2 separate regions of the Sus scrofa genome follow, and region 2 is linked to region 1. The links are chromatin contacts, called in public HiChIP or PLAC-seq maps. All regions are on one chromosome and are shown on one strand. The core of a region is the stretch at or near the end of the contact, and the rest is flanking DNA. Distances in the headings are between cores, read along the strand shown.

Evidence for each region. HiChIP or PLAC-seq counts read pairs in DNA pulled down with a chosen protein or histone mark.
Region 2: an H3K27ac HiChIP or PLAC-seq map of alveolar macrophages shows a contact between it and region 1. The contact joins the promoter of SRPRB here to the promoter of TOPBP1 in region 1. A contact is called at or near these places in 1 of 5 promoter capture datasets (liver), 2 of 47 Hi-C or Micro-C datasets (embryonic fibroblasts and heart right ventricle) and 1 of 2 datasets of contacts at active chromatin or transcription factors (alveolar macrophages).

What each region holds. Positions count from the first base shown.
Region 1 is chr13:74,843,033-74,850,043 of Sscrofa11.1, forward strand. TOPBP1 (DNA topoisomerase 2-binding protein 1) reads right to left here and starts at 3,345. Exons shown (of 28, transcript XM_021069465.1): 1 at 3,156-3,345; 2 at 2,439-2,529. The coding sequence starts at 2,522.
Region 2 is chr13:74,971,624-74,978,634 of Sscrofa11.1, forward strand. It overlaps SRPRB (signal recognition particle receptor subunit beta), which reads left to right and starts at 4,407. Exons shown (of 7, transcript XM_021069470.1): 1 at 4,407-4,622; 2 at 5,228-5,322; 3 at 6,170-6,247. The coding sequence starts at 4,469.

The DNA.
Region 1 (7,011 bases), core at 2,095-4,594:
TTTATGTCCTATGAATTCCATCTTCAAAATCCATCTCAAATCCATCCTTTTTCCTGTTGCAAGCTATCTCTCATTAGATCCCTCCAAAGTGGTTCCTTCTCCCTCTCTTGCCCTAAATCTATTCTCCACAGAGCAGCTAGTTATCTTTTCAACAATACAAATCAGGTCAAATCACTCTGTTCAAAAATTCCAACAGCTTCCCACTACACTCAGAATAAAATCCACATTTCTTAAAATCACTTATAAGACTGGCCCCTGCCTGTCTCTGCCCTGCTCTCCACTTACCTTCTTCCTCTCATCCCTTTGGCTCACTCTTTCTCTAGCCACTCCTGCTTTCTTGCCAGGCCTGGAACAATTTAAGCATAACTTCATCTACATGCTCTGCTCTTGTTCGCACTGACCGAAATACTGTTCTCCCAGAACTTCACCTGACTTGATCTTTCACTTCGACCACATCTGCTCAAATGTCACTTCCTCAGAGATGTCTTTCCTGATCATACTTTTCTTTTGTTTTGCTTTTTCTTTACGGCCGCACCTGCAGCATATGGAAGTCCCCAGGCTAGGGGTTTAATCGTAGCTACAGCTGCCAGCCACGGCTACAGCCAGACACAGCAACGCAGGATCTGAGCTGCATGTGCAACTTATGCCATGAGACATGCCAGATCCTGAAGCTACTGATCAAGGCCAGGGATTGAACGCATATCCTCAAGGATACTAGTCAGAGTCTTAACCCACTGAGCCACAACAGGAACTCCCCGATCATACTTTTTAAAATAATCTTGTGCCTCTAGTGTACTTTATGAAGAAAAATAACACATATATATCAATCTCTCTATATATTCATATATCTATAGTTTTTGTCTCTCTCCTTTACAAGAATGAAAGTTTCATTCTCTTTCTTGTTTGCCAACATATCATGACTCCCAGTAAGCACTTAAGAGTATTTTCAGAATAAATTTTGAAGTTCTTATGTTAAATACTTAGCGTCATCCTTTTTAAATTAAGTCAGATTATGTCACTCTTCAGAGTATAACTCTCCAGTGGCTCTGTTTCACTGCAAGATAAAAGTCAAAATCCTTACAATGGCCCACAAGGCCCTCCTGACCTTTCTACTCTTACTCTCTGCAGTAAACCTAAACAGTCTTCCCCCATCCCTTGCTCACTACTCTTCAGCCACATTATTGCTGAACAGACACTGTGACACTTTCCCAGGGGCCTGTGTGTGATTATTCTTTCTGCCTGAAACCTTTTTCCCCAGATATCTATATGGCTCATTATCTCACCTTCAAGTGTACTCAAATAGAACCTTCTTCATAAAGTCTACCCTGATCACATTCTATTTAAAATAAATTGTTATCTTCCCTTCTCCTTTTCCCCCAACAAACATCCTCCAGAACCCTTTAACCTGTTTTGCATTTCTCTCCCCACGGTACTTAGCACCTTTAACACACTATAGTTTCTTCATTTATATGTCTGATTAATGTCTATTTCCTCCTAGACTAAAATGAAAACTCTGAAAAACTATGGATCTTTGTCTGCTCTGATCACTGACACATGCCGAGTACTAGAACAGTGCTCATCAGATGAAGGATACTCAATAATTACTTGCTGAATGAATGAACTTTAAAAAGAAACCTGCTACAACAGTGGTTTTTAAACTTTAACAGACCCAGGATCTTGGTTTTTTTTTTTTTTTTTTTTTGCTTTTTAGGGCTGCACTCACGACATATGGAAGTTCCCAGGTGGAATGGGAGCTAAAGCTGCTGGCATTCACCACAGCTATAGCAACACAGGATACAAGCAGAGTCTAAGACCTACACCACAGCTCATGGTAATGCTGGATCCTTAACCCACTGAGCAAGGCCAGGGAAGGAAGCCGCATCCTCCTGGATCCTAGTAAGGTTTGTTAACTGCTGAGCTACTAAGGGAATTCCTGAACACAGGATCTTGTTAAAAACCAGATTCTAGCTGCTAAGTATGAGTTAGGGCCCAACTCTCAGGCCATGGTGATGCTACTGATGATGTCAGTGAGTAACAAGGCTCTACACGACCCTACCTGCTCTGATACAATACTGTACATAACAAAACATAGTTTTAACAATTAACATCAACAAAAAGAAAGTGTAACCAATACAGGACTCACATTTTTTTCAACAAAGGTCTGTGGTTTGTAGACAAAAAGAAATTATTTTCAGAACAGCAGGTCCACCACTTTCAACAGAAATGTCATCAAAGATTTCATGCACCCCCAAATATATAATGTTTACATCAATTCAAAAATGTGTAACAATGAGATATCTAATAATGTAGACTACAGTAAAACTATTATGAACATAAAATAATTATGAATAAGACATAATAGGCCTAATAAATCAAAACAACTAAAAACAAGAAAAGGAATTCACTGCATCAAACAAGACATTTTCAAGTATTCTTACCTCAAGAGCTTTAAAAAAACATTCGGAATTGTCTGAAGACTTTAAAAACTTCACAAAAAACGGTTCTTTGTCATTTTTGGACATTTTTGAACTGTCAAAATAAAGGAACCGTTAACAAGAACATTACATATGAAGTTAAATGTTTAAAGCACCTATTTTCCTGCGTAGATAAGAATGCCTCAGGACAAACATTCTGGCCTTGCCTTTGAATTCATCATTACGGTTTGTAGAAAACACTGGAATGTGGACAAAGTCAAGGAAAAAGATGACAACACCAATCCTTGCAAATAAATCGGATAACGAAATTAAGGTCGCTAAATTGAATCCGTCAAGGGCCTGTGCTCAGGGGCTCTAAGTTCCTTAAGCCAAAGCGCATTCAATTGTACTTAGCTTAAAGATCCTCTGAATGAATCGGTCCCTGCGGGAATCCGCGGCCCTTGAGGTACGTTCAGCCCTCAGTAATGTAAACGTTTAAATATAAACGTGAAAACAAGCGAGCAAAGTCATGCCCCGTAATTGGCCGCCGAAAAGCGCTTGCTCCCCAGCTCCCGGGGCAAGGCCCGGCTCTTGGTCCAGCAAGCAGTCATGTCCTCTCTGGCGTCTAAGTTCCACCCGCCGGTCCCGGGCCGGTTACAGGGCCCCAAAGGCCAGAGACAGCGTCCCGAAAGCACCGCGGGATGGAGAAGGAGCTGACTCCTCTCTCCGAGCTTCACTCACCACGGTGGCGCCTGGGGGTCTCCGGGCGGCGAGAGTGGGGCCGCGCAGCCGGCAAGACGGCTGCTGGGCTCGGGCGCCAGCCCGGCGCACACCCGCCGCACCCGGCGGCGCCCCCGGCCCAAAGCAAGCGCAGACCCGGAAATTGCCGAACCCGAACTGACTTTCGCGCCAACTGCAGAAACTTCCGGCGGAAGTGACATCAACGGAGTCGAGCGAGGCGGGCAGAGGCGTCTAGAGACGTGGTGGGCGGTCGCTATGGTGAGGTGGGATCCCAGTCTAGGTGTTCTGGAAATCTAGGGCTAGAGCCTTTGGGACCTCCGGGCTCGGAAGGGCGAGCTGGGCTCCGCTGGGAGTTGGCCAAGCGCTGAGGACTAGCGGGTAGGGGGCCCGGAGTTCCTTAGAGGAGGCCCCAATACACCCAAAAAATAAAGCCAGGGGAAAGAGGGTTTTCCTCGATAAATATTTTACACCTAGAGACCATGTATTATCGTCCAAAACAACACTGTGGGGCAAATAGTGGTATCTCCACTTTATAGATGTAAAAACTGTGGCTTAGGGAAATTAAGTGACGTGCTCAAGGTCACAGTAAAGTAGAATTTAGACTGCTTCCGGGTCTGTTTCACCCTGTGGACTGGCGGACTGGATTCTTTTCCTTTCAGTGTATTATGAATGTATTCATCAGCTACCTCAGCCAGGAAGTCTAAAGGGAAGAAAGGTGTCAGGACGACCTGAATTACACACCTGGTGCAAAGAGATCTTTACCAAGGTCTTCTGTGATTCCCCCTTCCCTTAAACCTTTCAATGAGCATCTCATTTTCCTTCTCTGTAACCACTTGAGTTAGATTCTGGGATGGAAGCTACTGTTGAGAAGGCAAAGATCAGGGGAGAGGAGGTGAAACAGGATCGCTGGATCCTGGCTGGTTGATGGACAATGACAAAGTGCTGAGTTAGCATTTTCTCCTCAATTTATTCCAGACGAGGTTGATAAAGTCATGACTTGAGTAATGTTGAGAGTTTAAGGCCCTGTACCTTGATTGTTTTTCTTTTCCGTTTTAATGTCTCAATATAGCAAAGAGCAGCTTGGGTCTAAGTGTGTGAACATATCTGTGGAAGGGTAGTCAGAATAACACAGGGGCTCAAAGGTAAAGCACTGTTATCAGGGAGATGGTGAGGCAAGTCTACATACACATGAGTGAAAGTTACTAGAGTTGTAAAAAGAAATGGCACCGCCTCAGTTCACTGTGAGGGAGCAAGTCTGTGGTGAGCTGTGTAGTAATTACTGTTGTCAGGCACCCCACAGTGGACAGGGGACTCCTGCTTGCCCTGTTCCTGCTCACTCTACCCAGCGTTCTGCCCTAGAATGTGGGCATTACTGTCCAAGTCACCTAGATGGGAAAGTGAAGCTCAGGGCTGTGTGACTTGCCCAGGGCCACCCACCTGGGAGGTGGCTGTACCTGCATTTGAGCTGAGGTGCTGTGGCCAGAAGGCTTAGCTCCTCCTGACCCACCACAGGGGTCCCGGTTACAGGCTGCCACCCATCTCTACAGGGAGGTCAGCCCTGGGGCAGGAGCCTGATCCTGACCATTCCTGGGGCCCAGTGGAGGCCTCATGGGAGGAGGAAGGGACTCACAGATGCTGCTAATGAGGAGGAGGAGGAGGAGGGGGAAAATGAAATCAACCCTTTAGCTTTTCGTGGCTGGATCTGAATAGCAAGGGAGTCCATCTCCTCTTGAGAACAGGAGACCAGGGGCCAAGTTTTGCCATCTGTATCTGCACATGGGCAAAGAGGGTCTGTCTTGGAGGCCCCTAATCTTGGGCATTAGCTAGAGCCCTGGGTCTTTGTCTGGTGTGGTGCCTGGACCAGCAGCATAAGCATCACCTGAGAATTTGTTAGAAATGAACATTCTTTTTTTTTTTTGTCTTTTTGCCTTTTCTTGGGCCGCTCCCATGGCGTATGGAGGTTCCCAGGCTAGGGGTCTAATCAGAGCTGTAGCTGCCAGCCTACACCAGAGCCACAGCAACGTGGAATCCAAGCCACGTCTGCAACCTACATCACAGCTCATGGCAACGCCCGATCCTCAACCCACTGAGTGAGGCCAGGAATCGAACCCAAAACCTCATGGTTCCTAGTCGGATTCTTTAACCACTGAGCCACAACGGGAACTCCAGAAATGAACATTATTGAGTCAGACTTCTTGAAGTGCGGAGTTGGAGGGTGGGGCTGCTGCTCTGAGTTTTAACAAGCTGATTCTAATGCATATTAAGGTTTGCTTGCATAGCAGTCCCTTAGGAAAGAGTGAAAGTGGTTATACAGGTTGCGGTCCATGAAGATTTCAGTAAAAACAGGAATAGTTGTGATGTGCTCTCTGGCAGCTACCTTTGGAAGATAAATCTGGGCCTTAACTTTACTCTTACCTCCCTCACATTAATCCCTGTTTCTTTGGCATTTCTGTGACCTAGAGCCAGAAGCTTCAGACCCTGCCTGGAGTACAGTTATAGGGAACCTTATGTTTGTAGAATGAAGAGACACAGGAAATAAATATAGCAGGGCAGTTACTTTTAAAATGTGGATGGTGAGAAAACGAGTATTTCTTGTCCTATTTTGCTACATAGATAAGATTTCTGAAAACTAAAAAATAAACTAAAAATAGATTGTTTTCAGTGATAGGGTTTTATATTTGTTTTCAGTGCTGTAAATGAATACGTACCTACATATAAGGAAATGTATAATTAAAAAATGAGATTAGTACATATAGGACAGACTCTTGGTTGCCAGGGGGGAGAAGGAAGGGGTGGGATGGATTGGGAATCTGGGGTTAGTAGATGAAAACTCTGGCATTTGGAGTGGATGGGCAATGAGATCCTGCTGTATAGCACATGGAACTATGTATCTACTTACTTGTGATGGAACATGATGGAAGATATTGTGAGAAAAAGAATGTGTGTATATATGTATGACTGGGCCACCTTGCTGTACAATAGAAATTGACAGAACATTGTAAATAAATCATAATAAAATTTTTTTAATAAATTAAAAATACAAAAAAATGAGATTAGTAAATTATCTTTCTTGCTGCAGAAATAGTCTTTGCTGCAGCACAATATTTATTTGTTGTCTGTCTTCAATAGCTGGATGGTAGAACATCGGCATACTGAGTCTGCTAAAGTATAGGGAAAAGGAGGTAAAATGGAATGTTAGTGGCATGTGTTGGTGGCTGTTAGCTGCATTTAATTAGGTATTATAAGAAAGTAATAAACTCAGAAGAAGTGGCTTGATTTCAAGCAAAAAATAAGAGAAAAAAATCCAGGAGTGCCCATCATGGCTCAGTCTTAACCACTAGACAACCAAGGAGCTCCCTGGATGCCTTCTTAGGTCTGTCTCGTTTCTCTAAACTGTGTTTCTTTTTTTTGTCTTTTTGCCATTTCTTGGGCCACTCCCGAGGCATATGGAGGTTCCCAGGCTAGGAGTCGAATCAGAGCTGTAGCAGCTGTCCTAATCCAGAGCCACAGCAACTCGAGATTCAAGCCGCGTCTTCAACCTACACCACAGCTCATGGCAACGCTGGATCGTTAACCCACTGAGCAAGGGCAGGGATCGAACCCTCAACCTCATGGTTCCTAGTTGGATTTATTAACCACTGCGCCACGACGGGAACTCCTAAACTGTGTTTCTTTACTTACCAAATAAAACATTTGAATAGTCTTGTCTAAAAGTGTGATTTCTAGGGAAACTCAAACTAAGACAAAAGACCCAAGACATTTGCTCCTCTTGATAATGTGTGTTGTTGCTGGAACAGAGTGCTCAGCCACAGATTCCAGTTCCCATCCTGTTTGCATCTAGGTGGGATCATGTGAC
Region 2 (7,011 bases), core at 3,157-5,656, 130 kb after region 1:
AACTGCAGCAATGCTGGATCCTTTAACCTCCTGTGCCAGGCCAGGGATTGAACCTGTGTCTTGGTGCTGCAGAGAAGCAGCAGATCCTGTTGTACCACAGTGGGAACTCATGGGGTTCTTCTCTTGACCCAGGGCTCTCCCCACTTTTCAGGCCCTCCCTAAGCAATAAGAACAACTCCTGGGCATCTACAGCTACAGTTCTGACCCGGGTCTCTAGTGTCCCACACTCACAGCTCCTCCTGCCTGTGCATCTATGCGACTATAACACCACAATCAGAGGCCCAACAGTAAAAAAGTGAGGTGATCATCTTGAGCCCCCAGACACCCCGCCCCCCGCGCTGTCCTAATCCAATCATTGTTTCCACATATTTCATATCGTTAAAGACACGGTCTGCTACCCACTCACGGGAGTCTTAAACAGAGGAGTCAGATTTCAATTCACAATTTTCCCTCATCCCACATCCAATGTCAGCAGCAAGCTGTGTTGATTTTGCCCTCTAAGCAACTTTCCAGTTTGCCCCTTTGTTTCCTAACTTCTACTGTAGCCTTGGTTTACACTCAGGGGCAGAGCTGCAGGTAGGGGGTTTCTGGACACAATGGTCTACACCTCTCGACTTTCTGTTACCCAAGGAAACATACGCCGGCTCCACGTTGCAGTCCAGACCTGATGTTCACCTTTCTCCATGCTCAGGCCTGCTTTGCTTTGAGCCTAGCAACACTCTGCCTTAAGTCATATCCACCTAAATGCCACACCCACCCCAAATCTTATGATAATTCTTTCTTTTCCTTTGTTTGGTGAGATATCCCACATTCCTTTGGTGTGTGGTGTGTCTTATTGCAATGAGTCAACCATTCTAATTTTATCACCAAAGCCCCAAGTGCCTACCATAATCCAGGCACTGTTCTAAGGGCTGTGAACCCACCAATGCCTATTATAGTCTCTAAAAATAATTTCGGTTCATTTTTATTTATTCCTCCCTCTAGACTATCTTCTTGTCAGTATATATGTACAGAGAAATGTCCAAAATCATGTTCATCAGATATTATAGGTAAAAAATTAAGGTGATTTGTGGCTTTTTTCTTTGATCTTTCATTACTTCATTACTGTATTGTTTTTAATATAATAAATGTGTCTCATTTTAGCTCTTTTTTTCTTTTTTTTCCTTTTAAAATGGCTGCACCTGTGGCATATAGAAGTTCCTAGGCTAGGAGTTGAATTAGAGCTGCAGCTGAGGCCTATGTCACAGTCATGGTAATGCTGGATGTAAGCCGCATCTGTGACCTATGCTGGAGCTTGCTGCAACACCAGATCCTTAACCCACCAAGTGAAGCCAAGGATCGAAACTGCATCCTCACAGAAGAAAATGCTGGGTCATAATAGGAACTCCTCATTTTAACTCTTTTTAAAAACATCCTCTATTTTTTCCCAAAGTAACAGAACTAAAGAGATAAGTCAGAGGAGGGGAATCACATGATTGGTATCCCCGAATCTGAGGTAGGATTTGGAGCTACTGGAAACAGGAGAGGGAAACATGTACCCAGTGAAATGAGACATTTTAATTAGTGGAAGAGAAGGAAAAATTGTCTATGTTGGTTTTGTTGTAACTCTCCCTAGGCTGTTAGAATCACGGAGAAGAACCCTTTCAGCTAGCTGCAGTCAATGTCTGCACACCCTTCCTCTACATCCACCCTCACAGAGCTCCCGGAAGCCTGAGGGTCCCCAGGGTGGAGACAGGAGAGGTCAGGAAGCCACCAATGCTGTCCTCTCCTGCTCTCATTCCTGAGGATGGCAGCACCACTCTCTTATTCAAGTGTGGATGGTGTGCACATTTCTTCTGCCTTCATAACACTCAGGAAACAAATTGAAAAAAAAATGCCATGTCTTATCAAACCCTTTTTTCCTCATTCCCAAATTTCACTGCCAACATGGCACTTGTTTACTTACACAGCTCTCGGACTAAAAATCCTTACACAGTGAGGACAGTTATGGTAGGTGTTCTCCATGTCTGGCCCTTCCTATTTCCTTGCATTTTTAGTCCCTAACAGATTTTTATAAAGGAGGGGTGTGTGTGTGTGTGTGTGTGTGTGTGTGTGTGTGTGTGTGGTGTGTGTGTGCGCGCGCGCATGTCGGATGGTGGATACAGACTAGGAATCAGGCCCACAAGAAAGAAAAGAAATAGAATGCGGAAAGATTACTGTGGGTTCTGACAGTTTGAGATGATAATGCTAATTTAAAATAGAGCAGGTGGCTTACTTACTTTAACAGCATGTCCTAAACATCCTTCCTTAATCTGGAGCCTCTATTGCTTACTTTATCAATGAAATGCCTGGAAAATGAATTGTACTCTGTTGGAGTATATAGTAAAGCATAAAGGAACACAACTGCCTGGGATCAGAGAGCAATCCCATCTCAGTTTGCTCTCTGTAAAAGTGGGATAATGGATCATTGTGAACATTAAACAAATTAATAAATTTAAAGTACTTAGAACAATGCCTAACAAACACTCATCAATGTTAGCAATTATCCTCATTACCCACCTGCTTCTCCACCTACTACAATCTCTGGTCCATTCCCACCTCCCCCAACCCCCACTGTTCCCTCTGAGCTCACTTTTCCTTCGAGCCCTCATATCTGTTACAGAGATGCCACTGACCACTTCCAGGACACGTTTTATTCCTGTGTTGCTGACTCTTCCTTCTTAGGCTTCTTCATAGGGATCCCCTCTCCTCCTCACTCTTCAGGCCCTCCACGTTTAATGACCATTTATTTACATATGAAAATATGGCACTTATTGCTGAAATTTCACATACGTTTACTGCATCACCTGCTCCACATAGGATTTTCGAATTCTCAGAGGCACTAGAAACTCCATCTATAGCAAAAGAGAGGCAGTTTTCAATCTGGCTATATCCCCAGCTCCAAAGACCCTCCAACTGAGTTCTCCCTCCAATTTATGTTAAGCCCTTTGACCTTCCCAATAACACACAGCAACTGCTTCAGATGCAGTCTTGATAACTCTCCTTTTCCTTAACTCAGCATATCCAATTAATCACCAAATCCTATACATTTGCCTTCTAAATATCTGTGCCCTCCTTTCCTCTGCCTTTGGTTCAGACCCTGTGCATTGTTTGCTAAAACACTACAATAGCTACTAGCTGGTCTCCCTGCCTCCAGACTTTTCTGTCTCAAACCGTAGCTCACCATTGATATGCCAATCATCTATTTCATTCTCAGTGACACTTCCTTTTGCATTCTGGCTAAAGTCTAGGTTCCTCAGCATAGCACACAGTCCCTTCAGGTCTGGTTTTTGCCAGCATTTCCTGCTTCATCTCCTCTCACTTCTGCTGAAACGACACCTGCTTGATGACAGAGACTGCAAGCTAGCAGTCCCTAAGCCAGCCACATCTGATGCAATGAGGTATCACAAGTTTTTATTACTTACTATAATTTGAAAAGTGGGAAATTTACCTTAAGAACTTGTCTTTCTGGCATCTCTTGAAAAACTCAAGAGTTGGCCACACTGGTCCCACATTCTTGCCTGAAGAGTGGTGGCTGCCACTTTAGGGTAGGAGTGACAGTATTTGTTGCTGTTGTCTTTTTAGGGCCACACCTGCAGCATATGAAGTTCCCAGGCTAGGGATCTAATCGGAGCTGTAGCTGCTGGCCTAGCCACAGCCACAGGCACACCAGATCCGAGCGGCATCAGCGACCTACACCACAGGTCACGGCAACGCCGGATCCTTTAACCCAATAAAAGAGGCCAGGAATCGAACCCGAGTCCTCATGGTACCCAGTCGGGTTTGTTACCGCTGAACCACGACAGGAACTCCAGGAATAAGTTTTTAATGGCCCTTGCCCCTCCCATTGACTTTCCTGGCTGCTTCCCTTGATGTATTTATCTCAGTTGTAGCTTTCAATTTACAATGTACGGACAATGAATTGCTCATTTTCTTCTGCACAGAGCAACCTTTCTTCTGTTATGCCTGAAGAGCCTAACTCAGTTCCTATCATTTTCCTCCAGGAGCTTTCCCCTGAACCCAGGTGGACTAAGCGACCCTTTCTGCCTTCCCATTCCACGCCTTACATCCTCTGTCACACTTCATGCCACATTACTTTCCGATGAAATGTTTGTGAAACGCTTGAGTTCCTCACAAGTTTCACGAAGGGAGATTTCTTGAGCATTTATTTTATTCTCCCATCATTTTGTCCACGGTCATGGAGACAGCAGAGACATCTGACTCATCTTAAAGGATGAACATGTCACACAAACCTCGGCTGACTGCCCATCTCTCCGTGGGAACACACTGTCCCAGAGAACTACAACTCCCATCAGGACCTTCAGGATCCCGGACTCGGAAAGAGGAAATACAACATAGGAACTACCACTCCCGTGATGCTCCGCTTCGCACGCCTGCGCAGAGCCTAGGGCCACGTCGCTTTTGCAGTGCCGGGTGTAAGTACTCAGACATGGCTTCTGCAGACTCCCGGCGGATGGGGAATGGCGGCAGTATGGGGGGCGCCTTCCATCCCTACCTGGACTCCTTGCGGCAGGAGCTACAGCAGAGGGACCCGACGCTGCTGTCAGTCGTGGTGGCGCTCGTCGCGGTGCTGCTGACGCTAGGTAAAGAGGGGGCTGGTGGATTAGGTGGGTGCAGGGCAGGCGGGGATCCGATCTTGGACTGGGCTGTGCCGACCGCGGACGCGGTGTGGCGGTGCCACCTGGGGGGCGTCTAGAGAGGAAGACTCACTCGATACAACTCCCTGCTTTTCTGCCTGAAGCAGCGTGAGTAGCGCTACGTTAAAGAGGATTTCCCGCGACCCCAGGAGTCAAGTTTCAGTCCTCGGGCATGGGTTACTAGACCCTGTTTTGCCTAGGCACGCGGTTCTCCCCACTTCCATTGCTCTTGTTGCCAAGACTCAAAGGGTCTTCTCTCCAAGTTTGAGCATCCTGTGTTTGAGCTAGAAGCCAGCGATACAGGGTTAATAAAGCCGGATTGCATTTGAAGAGTATGCAGTCGAGGTAGGGGGTGCAGATACAGAAAAGTTGACAGTTAATAGTCGCAGGCGCTCAGCAGAGTTACTAAAATAATGATTATAATGGTGGTAATAACAGAGTAAACTCCAGGTGAATGAGGTGTTCTGTGGTAGACTTCTCTTAATTTTCCCCAACCCAATCACACACGCGTAATCAAGGCGTAATTTTGGTTCTTTTTTTCTATTCCACAGTGTTCTGGAAGTTCATCCGGAGCAGAAGGAGCAGTCAAAGGGCGGTTCTTCTTGTTGGCCTTTGTGACTCCGGGAAAACATTGCTCTTTGTCAGAGTAAATGCTTTGATTTTCACCTTTCTTAAACTTGATAGGAAAACTTAGGGCATCCCATTATTCCTGTGAGGTTTACTGAGCTGATGCTGACAGCTGGGGAGTTAATTCTTGACTCCTTTGGGAAAATGAAAAGACTCTTGAAAAACTCAAAATAACCTGGGATTTCTCTACCATTTCTTTTCTCTTGCACTTGCCAGATACTGACATTTAGCCCTTATCCCATTTAAGGGTTTTATATACTAACTACTTTCATGCCATGGCTAAGGATGCCAGGACAGCTGAAGAGATTACAGTGTATAATTCATTGTGTAACAAACTCTTTTGAGAATTTGTCAAAGGAACTTTTTAAAAGCGTGATTCTCCTTCCACATATTGGGCCACTTAGGCTTCTTTTCATTAATACTTATTTTAATCTACTTAGTATTTTTAAATATTTGGTTTTTTGCTACAGAGAGTAGCAGAGGTTTTCTCCTTATTACTTACTCTTCTTTTTGTTCTGCTAAAGACATATACTCTCTGATCATCTTTGGTGATTAAAAATGTTGGGTGGAAGGTCAGTAAACTTGACCACTAACTATTTGAAACTATTATTTGAACATAATGGTTTAAAAACAATGGTTTTCCTTCCTCTCTCACTGGAGCGAGGGGAATGAATTTTGCAGTTAATTAGTTTTTCTATAAGAAGAGGGAAAAATCAATATGATCCTTTTCAGCTATTGCTTTTCAGCAAGCAACATTCATTTGTGTGACCTGACACCTGGGAGAGGTATATCAAAATTACTTTCTTTAGGTTTGCTATTTATATGTTTATTCTGATCTCCCTCATATATTTTTTTCTTTTAAACAGTTGTTAACAGGCCTTTACAGGGACACTCAGACTTCCATCACTGACAGCTCTGCTGTGTATAGAGTCAACAATAACAGGGTAAGGGGTTCCTAGACTGTTGGGAAGCTGACAATTTTACTTTGGTGTATCAGGAAAAGACTTTTCTAGGATGGATTAGTCTGAGGGCATCGGTACCATTCAGAGCTTATTTTTGTGGCTAAATGTTGCCTAGGTGACAGTTCTGCTCTCAACCATCCAAGTGGTGGCCTTAATTATGTCCTCCCTGGCTTTGTGTACCTTATGCACACTGATGTTACATCACATTTTGTTAGTTTTTGTTTCTGTGTCTTCTTTCCAACTTTACAAGGGTGAGCATTAAGCCTTTTTCTTTTCATTTATGTTTTGAATAGGTAGTACATATGGGACCAAAATTCAAAAGGCTAAAAAGGATATTTTGTGAAAAGTAATTTTCGCTTTCCTATCCTTCCTTACAAGTCTTCTCCTTGGAGGTAATAACCTGCCACGTTCCTGAATGGCCTTCCAGATGGTCTCTACTATACAAACATATCTTTATATTTTATTTTATTTTTTTTTAACACACTGTTCTGCCCTCTTTTTTGGGGGGGGAGGAGATTGTTTTTAATTTACAATATGACTGATATACAGCTTGGGTTTGCTTTCATTTTCTCTTCCTCATTTGCATACATAGTATCACCTCATTGGTTTATGAGCTGCATAGTATTACGTTATGTGGCTGTATCATACAATTAAGTTTTTTTTTTAATGAGTCCTATTAAAAGACATTAAGTTTTTTTGTTGTTACAATCATATTTTTACAAACAGTATTGCATTGGGTATCTCAG